Linked DNA regions of Zea mays: regions 1 and 2 are each linked to region 3. A link is a contact called in public Hi-C and HiChIP or PLAC-seq data. All regions are on one chromosome and are shown on one strand. Each heading gives the region's core, a stretch centred on a gene start, on an enhancer-like site or on the middle of the called end of the contact. The rest is flanking DNA. Distances are from core to core; before and after follow the strand shown. Region 1 holds the start of LOC100193582. Region 2 holds the start of LOC100382612. Region 3 holds the start of LOC103641779 (ATP-dependent DNA helicase Q-like 5).

Evidence for each region. Hi-C and Micro-C count contacts between places; a contact is called where the count stands out from the background. HiChIP or PLAC-seq counts read pairs in DNA pulled down with a chosen protein or histone mark.
Region 1: a contact with region 3 is called in an H3K4me3 HiChIP or PLAC-seq map of leaf, with 3 times the contacts expected there. The contact joins the promoter of LOC100193582 here to the promoter of LOC103641779 in region 3. A contact is called at or near these places in 1 of 25 Hi-C or Micro-C datasets (endosperm) and 1 of 3 datasets of contacts at active chromatin or transcription factors (leaf).
Region 2: a Hi-C map of tassel shows a contact between it and region 3, with 2.4 times the contacts expected there. The contact joins the promoter of LOC100382612 here to the promoter of LOC103641779 in region 3. A contact is called at or near these places in 3 of 25 Hi-C or Micro-C datasets (ear, leaf and tassel).

Annotation. Positions count from the first base shown.
Region 1 is chr10:128,799,919-128,803,094 of Zm-B73-REFERENCE-NAM-5.0, reverse strand. LOC100193582 reads right to left here and starts at 1,355. Exons shown (of 2, transcript NM_001348933.1): 1 at 911-1,355. The coding sequence starts at 1,130.
Region 2 is chr10:128,846,505-128,849,548 of Zm-B73-REFERENCE-NAM-5.0, reverse strand. It overlaps LOC100382612, which reads left to right and starts at 1,700. Exons shown (of 3, transcript NM_001366798.1): 1 at 1,700-3,044. The coding sequence starts at 2,490.
Region 3 is chr10:129,038,772-129,042,209 of Zm-B73-REFERENCE-NAM-5.0, reverse strand. LOC103641779 (ATP-dependent DNA helicase Q-like 5) reads right to left here and starts at 2,072. Exons shown (of 20, transcript XM_008665114.4): 1 at 940-2,072; 2 at 740-859; 3 at 601-654; 4 at 195-307. The coding sequence starts at 1,905.

The DNA of each region.
Region 1 (3,176 bases), core at 106-2,605, 240 kb after region 3:
GAAACAAGCAAGAGTGTTGTCATATGGGGTATGAGCGAAAGGGCCTCTAGCTGAGTTGGTTAGTTGGTCTGAGTAGCACTCCTTAGGTCGTGGGTTCGACTCCCCGTGGGAGCGAATTTTAGGCTGTGGTTAAAAAAATCTCCTCGTCTGTCCCACGCCAAAGCACAGGTCTAAGGCCCAGTCCCGGTCGTGGCCGTTCTCACATGGGCTTCGATGCCGCTGTGTATGGGTGGGGCAAGGGTTCAGGGGTTTTTTCGACCTGTGTGAGAAGGTCTTTTCTTAATACAATGCCCGGGGGCTGTCTTACCTCCCGCAGGTCGAGATGTCATATGGGGTATGAGAAAGGAATAAACCGAGGCAAGCCTTTCCCCACAAATGTGGAGGAGAGGCTCTTCGAACTCGTGAGACACCTCTCACCGCTACGAATCTTTTTGGAACAAAAAGCTTTGCCGAAAGTTTTATTTGAAGGAGAAAACCAAAACATGTGTTGGACCAGTTCTTCAGGGGAACAGGACCCCAAAAACCAAACATAAAGGGGTGCGCCGCACAAACCAAAAACAATTACCATCCAATCCAAATGGTAAGGAAGATTCAACGGACAATGGACTTCTGGGGTAGCCTGGTTAAGTAATACGTAATTGGTAGCATTTCAAACTACTTTTTATTAGTTGCGAACTAAGCTTGCTCCCATTCTTGAACACCCACTGTCCTAGTGTGACACAAACAAAACCGCTGTCCTAAACCCCCAATACCAAACTAAAGGGTCATTGAACAACACATGCAAACATTCCAATGATATGCTACCACTGGCCAAATACCAGACGATCTTCAGTGCACAAACGAGGCAGCTCCAAAGTCAAGCGCATGCAGAAGAAGGGGGTAAACCAAGAACACGATCCAATTTCAGTACCTGAAGCGGCGCCACAGGTGGGGGCAGCCGCAGACGCGGCCGAGCGCCGCGCGGGCCTCCGGGCAGCCACGGACGCGGGCCGCGCGCGGAGTTCCGCAGCCAGGCTCGGCAGGCGCCGCTGCGGCACGTGGTCGAACACATAACGCGCTTCCAGCAGCGTGGCGCTGGCGCGCCGCCGCGAGTAGCAGCGCGGAGGTGGCGTGTTCACGGCCGCTCTCATGCTGCGCCTGCGCGCGCCCCCTTTCCTGGAGAGCTTCAAAAACGCGCGACGGCGAGCTCCTGCGGCTGGCCGGCGGCGACGACGATTCAGCGTGACGGAGAAGCAGCGCGGCCCAGTGTGTGCGTCCAGATATTTGGGTTTTGTTTCGTTCTCTCCCCGTCCCCTAATCCTTTTCCCTGACGGCCACGCAGCACCGTCCGATGTAAATTGGACGGCTCGGGTGTGCTCAAGGGTCTCCCAGAAACAGACCTACAGTAATCCCAAGATAGGGAGAGCGGCGGCAGGAGAGGAGGATACAGTATAGTGCTTAGTGCACACTCGGCATCCTGGAGGATCTCGACCAGATCATAGCACCGTCGTCTCTAGTGAAATGAAAAACCAGATCAGTCGTCAGGTCAGATCAGAAATGCAATTGCTTTTTGGACTTCGGTTCCATCCAAGCTCGGCGCTGGCTCCAGGTACATCTCCATGCTATGATGATCTGTGTCGGGGCTGCAATTTGGCCTTGCTGGGTGTTGCTGCTGTTAGGATTTATGGGCTTGGCCCAATTAAGTTATTCAAATAAATCCCAGGAAAATCTCAAAAGCCCATATAAGTTGATGGCAAAGGGATAGGTGGAACCAATAGCACCATATTGCTAGCTCTTGTGGAGTAGAGCTAACTTAAATATGGAAGCCACACTCACTCACCAAGTCATGGATGAGAGGAGAGTGTGTGGAGAGCCACACGCACGCGCGCGCTCGCTCGCCTGGCCGGGCCGGGCCGGGGCGAAGGGCGCGGGCGCACGACATGCGCGTGAATGGTTCGCCGAAATCCGGCCCCTCGCCTTGCGGGGGCGCGGCTACCTTTTGCCGTTTGATTTTTTGGTTTCTTGGCTGTTACGCTTATCCTAACCGATCGCTATAAAATCTCAACTGATTGCGAGATTTTCGTGGGCGGATAAGCACAGGGGGTCGCGGACTTGGCCCTATAAAAGGAGCCCGGCAGCCAGCCTCCAAATCATCCGAGATCCCAGTTCGCTTTCGCCTCTCTTCATAGCTGAGCCGCCTTTTAGTTCCCTTCGTCCCGACCGCAGAGGTGCATCTGCGATCAGGAGAGCAGGTCTCCGGAACCCTTCGTCTTCTAGATCCTGCACCGGGAGAGGGCGAATAAGGTTTTTGGGAAGCGTCTTCACGCGACTGCTCGTGATCTGCTGACCTCGTCGACCCAGCTGATCCTGGCGCGCGCCAACAATCAGTAAGTCTAATCAGTACGCATCATCTGATTTGGCTTTTATTTCAGTTCTTCTGATTTGGTCATGATTTATATTCGGAATTTAATTTGGAATTTGTCTAATTATTCAACAATCCAAAAACCTTATTGTAGACAATTTCCTAGTTTTTCTATGGCTGCTTTTGCCGACGCGCTGAAGCCAGAAAAGTTTAATGGTATGCACTTTAAGAGATGGCAAGTCAAGGCCACGCTCTGGCTTACTGCTATGAATGTCTTCCATGTTAGTAAAGGCAGACCTGAGGGTCCACTGACTCCTGAACAGGAGAAAGAGTACGACCATGCCAATACTATGTTCACGGGAGTCGTTCTTAGCGCCCTTGTTGACCGTCTCGTTGATGCGAATATGCAGTACACAGACGGGAAACAGTTGTGGGATGCACTTACTACTAAGTATGGTGCATCAGATGCTGGCAGTGACCTGTATATCATGGAGAGCTTTCATGATTATAAGATGGTTGATAATCGCTCTATTGTAGAGCAAGCTCATGAAATACAGTGTATAGCCAAGGAGCTCGACCACCTTAAGATAGTCCTTCCTGACCGATTTGTGGCCGGATGCATTATTGCAAAGTTGCCTTCTACATGGAGGAACTTCGCCACAGCTCTGAAACATAAGAGACAGGAGATATCAGTTGAAAATCTGATAGCGTCTCTGGATGTTGAGGAGAAAGCTCGGGCTAAGGACACGGGATCTAAAGGAGGCGAGGGCCACTCCAGCGCCAACATGGTTCAGAAGAACCACAACAAGGGCAAAGGGAAGCCAAAATCTAACAA
Region 2 (3,044 bases), core at 451-2,950, 190 kb after region 3:
TACCATAACATGAAAAGAATAAGGAGTAACAGAGTTTTTTCAATGCAAATGCATAAGATCAACTTGAGTAGTTCTCTAAAACAATTTCTAAATCAACAATTTAGACAGCTAATCTAAAAACTCATCCTCAACATCTCTATATATGCTTTTATTTAAAATTTAGCTACTTCTCATTTAACCTCATTCTTCCTCTACATCTAGCAACTATTTAGCAACTCCCTAAACAAAAACTTATGTTACTTATTTATTTTGGTATTTTTTTCACTTTGTAGTAAAGATATATTAGAAGGGGCTTATACGCCGACCACCGATATACAATTGTGGCAACTAGTCATCTTGAGATTAAATAATTGACAATACAACAATCGTACATGCACACGTCGGAAATTATCGAATAAATAATTGTTGTAGCAAATAAAAAACCAACACAGCTCACCAGGTTGAATCTGTCATGTCAAAATTTTGAGATCGATATACGAAAGAGAGATGAAAACAAAAGTAAAAAAGTGGTCCCAATCAAACTGGTGGCATGATAAGTTTTAATATATTTAGACTCTAATATATAGAGAGGAGGAGATGAGTTTTTTTTTCTTCCTATATTATTTGAGGATTTGCTAAATCTAGCATTTAGGAAGTACAATTATACATAACTATTGGAATTACTCTACGAGAGTAAAGATACAAAATTATTTGGTGTGTTTTATAACCATTCGAAAATTTTAATACAAAATACTTGCTATATTTTAGAAACAAGTTTTTGAAAGTTGTTCGAACCGAAGAAATGTGATTTCAATATTTTATAGGCACTTAGAGAACTCATTGATTTATCGTATATGGCCTCTTTTGGATTGAGGGAAGTTTTTCTGTTTTCATGTGTTTTTCTGTGAAAGTAAATTGATTCATGTGAAATTTTCATATAATTTCTATGAAATTCTCGCATTCAAAAGGAGGCTTATATTTTGCTGGAAACTACCGAAGATGCTATAATTTATACTATTCTATTAAAATCTTAATCCTCAGTGCCGACACTCTGGGCCCACTCCAGACGCCCCGCATCGCGCGTCGTACCCTATGGACCTCACATCAACGCTTTCTATGGACCTCAGGGCTCGTGCAGCTACTGCGTCTACCTAGCACTCACCCCCACGCTCAATGTTCATAAAATTTAGGGCTAACCACTAGACAACACATATCTTAGTGTTTACAAATGAACAATAATTATATTTAAATAAATATATCAATATCTATTTATTTGATATATAACAATAGTAGCAAATCAGAGCAACTGACTAATTTTTTATATGGAAGAATATTCTTGCTTCCACAAATGTTCGTTTGCACCATTTTACGTACCACTCCATCTCACGCGGATATGGCGTCTTTCCGGTTTTTATTGTTTTTTCATGTTCAGTGAGTTTCCAAATAGTAAAGGTCATGTTTGGTTTCAACAGATTTTAGATAATGCAGAGGTAACACTTATCTAAAACAAAATCCTACGATCTTAGAATCTGAGTGAAACTGAACGCCGCCAAAACGGCGCAGCATTCCAACCATCGCCTTGCGCACTCCGCCTCAGCCAGCCCCACCGTTATCCCAACGGCGCAAACCCGCAAGTTCGTTCGTTGTATTTTGAGAAAATCCCGTTCCGGACGGGAGAAAAACGCAAATTAAAAGGCGAAACTAAGCCTAGCCAGCCGCTGCCCCCACCAGAGCAGAGGCCGCCACGCGCTCTCGTCCCTTCTCAACCCCTCCTTCTCCTCCGCTCCCCCCGCGCGGCGCGGAAGAGAGACCAAAGGGGACGGCAGCCAGGAAGGAAGAGGAGGCTTCGAGATTTTTGCGGAACCCCCACGCCACCCCCCTCTGCACACCACCACAACCTTCTCCTCATAGCCTGCCTCTCGCGTAGGGTTTGCGCGCGCCACCGTCTCCACTCCAATCCCAGCACCACCCGTCCTACCGCCGCCGCATTCGGAGCTCTGCATCTGCCTGCAGCCCGATTCGCCAATCGCCACCGAGCCTCGAGAAGCCTCGCCGTACCGGTTTGGGGATTTCTGGTTTCCCTTTCTCACTGTTACTGTTGCTGGGATCTGAGGAGTGTTTGTATTGGTGCTAATTGTTTCTGCCGATTTGGGCGTGATTATCCAGGCTGAGTGGTATTGGTGATGTCGGCTGATTAGATTTGGGGGTGTATTGGTAGAGGGGATTCGTTTTTTTTAGGAGGGGGACGTCTGGACGTCTACCTTCTCTGCTATTGGATTGGGCTCCGTGATCGAGACTGCTCCGTGAAGTTTTTGGTCCTAGGGATTGTGTTTTTTTGATCGGCCCGGACCAGGAATAGAGGGTTCTTCTCTTGAGAAGATCTAGGGCCGCGTGTTCTATCGTCGTCTGTAGATAAAATCAAAAGAAAAAAGAAAAAAAGAAAATAGAGAGGGAGAAAAAAAAGAGAGAGCGAGAGATATAGAGAGGTAGTGGAAGGGAGGTTGGAGGTTATGGCGCTGAATTACTCGTCACGCTCGCTCCTGGTGACCGATGAATGTGCCAACATGATGCTTGGTTGTGGGTGCTGGTCGGATGAGGCCTCTCCTGTATCATCCTCCGGGGTGAATTCACTGTGGTGGAATGAGCCTGAGATGGAGATGAAGGAGGCGGATCCTGTGGATCTCTTACCCACGGACCCCTTTGGGATGAACCTGGAAACTACGTTCACAGCTGCGATCGCCAGTTGCATCGGGGACCTCACGTTCATGTCTGGTGCTGGGCATTTTGGAAGCGGTGATGACGATGATTTCTCTGATGACCTGAGTTATTACTTGAACCAGGCTTTTATGCTCACTCCGGAGCCATGGAGTGGTGCCTATACTGGTGGTTTTGAGGATTCTTTTGTGTGTGGAGGCCTCTCAGGTGCTGGAGGCATGGAACAGTTTTCACGGTTGCCTCCTAGTATGTCCTACTCTATTGGGGTCATGGAGGACCCATATAGCTCTTGTCACCCAGCTTTGTCATGCTGTGATAATATGGTTGAGGAGGACCCATCTAGCTCTTGT
Region 3 (3,438 bases), core at 823-3,322:
TATTGTTGAACTAACAATAAGCAATGATCAGAGCAGAGCAAGTACATAAAAAGCAAGAAGGGAGAAAAACAACGATCATAGGATGTATCAAAGAAAACAAGAAGATACAAAGCAGAAAAGAGAGAAGCTATGGTACTAACTGCAAAGAACAGCATGCAGTATATCAACTGAACTACAAGGATATATCAACTCACCATTCAGAAATGCAGTGAGCTTCATCAATAGCAACTAGGGATATTTGTAGCCCGTCCCTAAATATTAGCAGAAATTCTTCATTCAAGAATCTTTCAGGGGAAACAAAAAGCACCTGATCATAAATGGAAAGGAATTAAGCATAGCTAAACATGTTAGTGTAAACATCATCAACACAAAGGATATATGAAGCACAAGATCAGATTGGGTTCATTTTCAATATATTGAGAAATCTGTGTATCATAGATTCAATTTTTTAGCGAAGTTTTCAATATATGAAGCACAAAGAATATTTTCATCAAAGCATTGCTCACTGTTTAGGGGAGCATCAGGGCTGAGTTACTGTAACTAAAATTGGCAGAGGGTGCTACATTAGTAGTCATAAAAGTAGGAGTCAGACCAATTTACCTTTATTTCCCCTCCACGCAACCTTTGTAATGTCTCATGAAACTCATCGCTTGTCTGAGAGAATTTGACAGTGTAAAATAACGATCAGAATAAGGATGGCTAGGGTTCCCATAAAAGAATATGTATGCATAATATTTACCTGATTGCTTGCAAGAAAGCCACCTGGCAAAAATGCAGGTAGCTTCATCAGTTGATCCACCATTAAGGAGAGTAGCGGGCTTACCACCAGTGTTAGTCCAGGCAAAATCATAGCAGGTACCTAAAATATAGCATCACCGTCATTTTCAGAACTGCCATTACCAAAATGAAGATCTCAAAGTTCTCACCACACGTCCACACCTGATAGCATAGTGACTTGCCCGCACCAGTAGGGAGCACAAGCATAGTTGACTCTCCTGCAACAACCTTCTGAATTGCCTCAAGCTGCCCCTCGCGGAAAGAGTTGTACCCATAGATAATTCTGAGCAAATTCTCAAGATTCTGCTCAGACGGGTCCTCTCGCGCTGCTTCGACGGCCTCGAGGACACCACCATCTCCTCCTGCCCTCTTCTTCTCCCGCTCTATCATAGCTTCAGCCACAAAATCCCCTTCTTCGTCACCACGGCCTTGAGGCTTTGCGCCGCCATGTCGCTGCCGCCGCCAGGAGCGGTATTTCGTAGGGCGCCTGGCCTGCGCGTTCCTGAACGTCCTCCTCCGACCGTAGCCATTGATGTTGAGCCGCACAAAGTTTCCTTCGGCACCCCCTCTCGGCCGCTTCGGTTGCTCTGCCTCCGCCGCGGGCGGGACCACCTCCGACACCGAGTTGGGATGCACCCGCTTGGGCCTGGTCTGCGGCGGCGCGTCCGGCGCAGGGCACTGCGCTGTCGCTGCGGTTGCTATCTCGGTGGGCGCCAGAGTGGGTGCGGGTGTCGGAGCGCTGAAAGCGGCGGCGGGATCGAAGGAGGGGTTGCGCGACTGGACGAGACGGCGGAAGGAGGAGGAAGAGACGGTGCTGGTGGCGGTGACAAGCGCGGGAGCAGCGGCGATGCGCGAGACGAGACCGTGCGGGTCGGAGAGCGCGGCGGAGGGGAGGGGAGGCGGCGAAACAGCGGCGGTGCAGGCGGATGCTGCAAGCTTGGGCTTCGCCTTGGACTTGGGAGGCTTAGGTTTCACGGTGGCGGTGTGCTTGGGGTTGGGACGGTGTTCGGGCGGCGGCGGGGGCGGGGGCGGGGGCGAGGGCGAACGGCCGCGGGGCGGGGAGGCGGAGATGTCGGAGATCAGGGATCCCTCGGAGTCGGAGTCCCCGTCGACGAGTTGGGAGTACATCGGCGTGGCGCGGTGTGGGGCTGGGGGTGAGGGTGGTGCTCGTCGCCGTAGTCGTGAACGGAGCCGGAGCGGGGAGTAGCGGGGGATTTGGGGTGAGGATTGATAGGCTTCCCGCCAAGGCAGTGGGGATCTGACCGCGATCTGCCTGGCCTGCGAATCGAGCGACTCTCCTGGCCGGCCCAGCCCATCGCCTTTCCCGCTTTTCTTGCCAGAGGACAGTTTCTTCATTTCTTGCCAGTTGGCACTTGGCAGCATGTATTTTTTTCTTCGCCGTGGATTAACTAAACCTGCCCATGATCCTATATCAATATAGGATGGCAATGGATTAGGTTTAGATCGGATGGGGCAAAAACACGTCCACAGTCCTAGCGTAGAGTTTAACTAAACATGCCCATGATTGTACCCATGGATACACAATTTTAAACCCACGTCTTCACGCGGATTTTTACTCAGTATATACTTTTAAACAATCTCTACTAACTATTAAGGAGGCAGTGTAGACTGCTCCCGCTCCTGCAACGCCCGTGCGCCAGCAACCCGCCGCTCCCGCGACGCCCGCCTCAGCAGCCCACGCCGCGAATCCCGCGCACGCCAGCACCCCCCCACACACCGCCCTGTCGTGGAAACCCTGCGGCGTGGCGAAGCGGAAGTCGCCGGAGACGTTCATGACCTCGTGGTTGCCGAGGATGGGGAGGAACGCGCCTCCGCGTGTCTCGGCAGAGAGGGAGAGGCGGTGGAGTAGGTATAGGAGGCGGAGCTCGTCGTCGCTGCGGTTGAGGATGTCGCCGAGCTGGACGGCGAGGGTGGGCCCCGCGGGCCATGAGGAGGCCGGAGGCGGAGGGGGAGTCGGGGTGCAAGACGGGGGCACAAGGCCGGCGAGGCGGAGCACGGAGAGGGACTTGGGCAGGTCCCCGTGGAGGTCTCCGATGGCGACGAGCCGGGATGGGGAAGGGAGGAAGGTGGTTGGAGTCTTCGGGCGAGGAGGGAGCGAGGAGGAGGAGGGGAAGGTCGGGAAGAAGATGTCGGACACGGCAAAGTCCACGAACGCGTCGGCGAAGGAGGATACGGCAGCCGGGAGGTCGCTGCAGGCGGGGACGGAGGGGGACGGGGCCGTACGTCGCCATCTTTCTCTATTTGTGCTCCAGCAAAGATTCCCCATCGCGCGACATGGTGGATGCACAGGCCAGTACCGGTGCCGAGGATCCCACGGCTGTGGACGTCGTCGTGACGCAACTGATGACGTGTGATTGACTTTTTGGGAAGCTGGAAAAGGTTCAAATTACAACAGGAAAAAGAGAATATAGATGGTTTAGATCCCTCTGGAATGATTATTGTACAAAAAGGTAAAGATTCCACATATGCATCTGGAGAACTGGAGTTATTTTATTCCTTAAGTTTTCTGAAGGGTTTCAGTTTCATACTCTCATGATTTCCTTTGCTCATGAAAAGAAAATCAGGATCTTGAATTATGATTGTCGATGATTTTTCTAGCTTTAATACGATGCTTTAACTAATTAGTGAAAACAATCACAA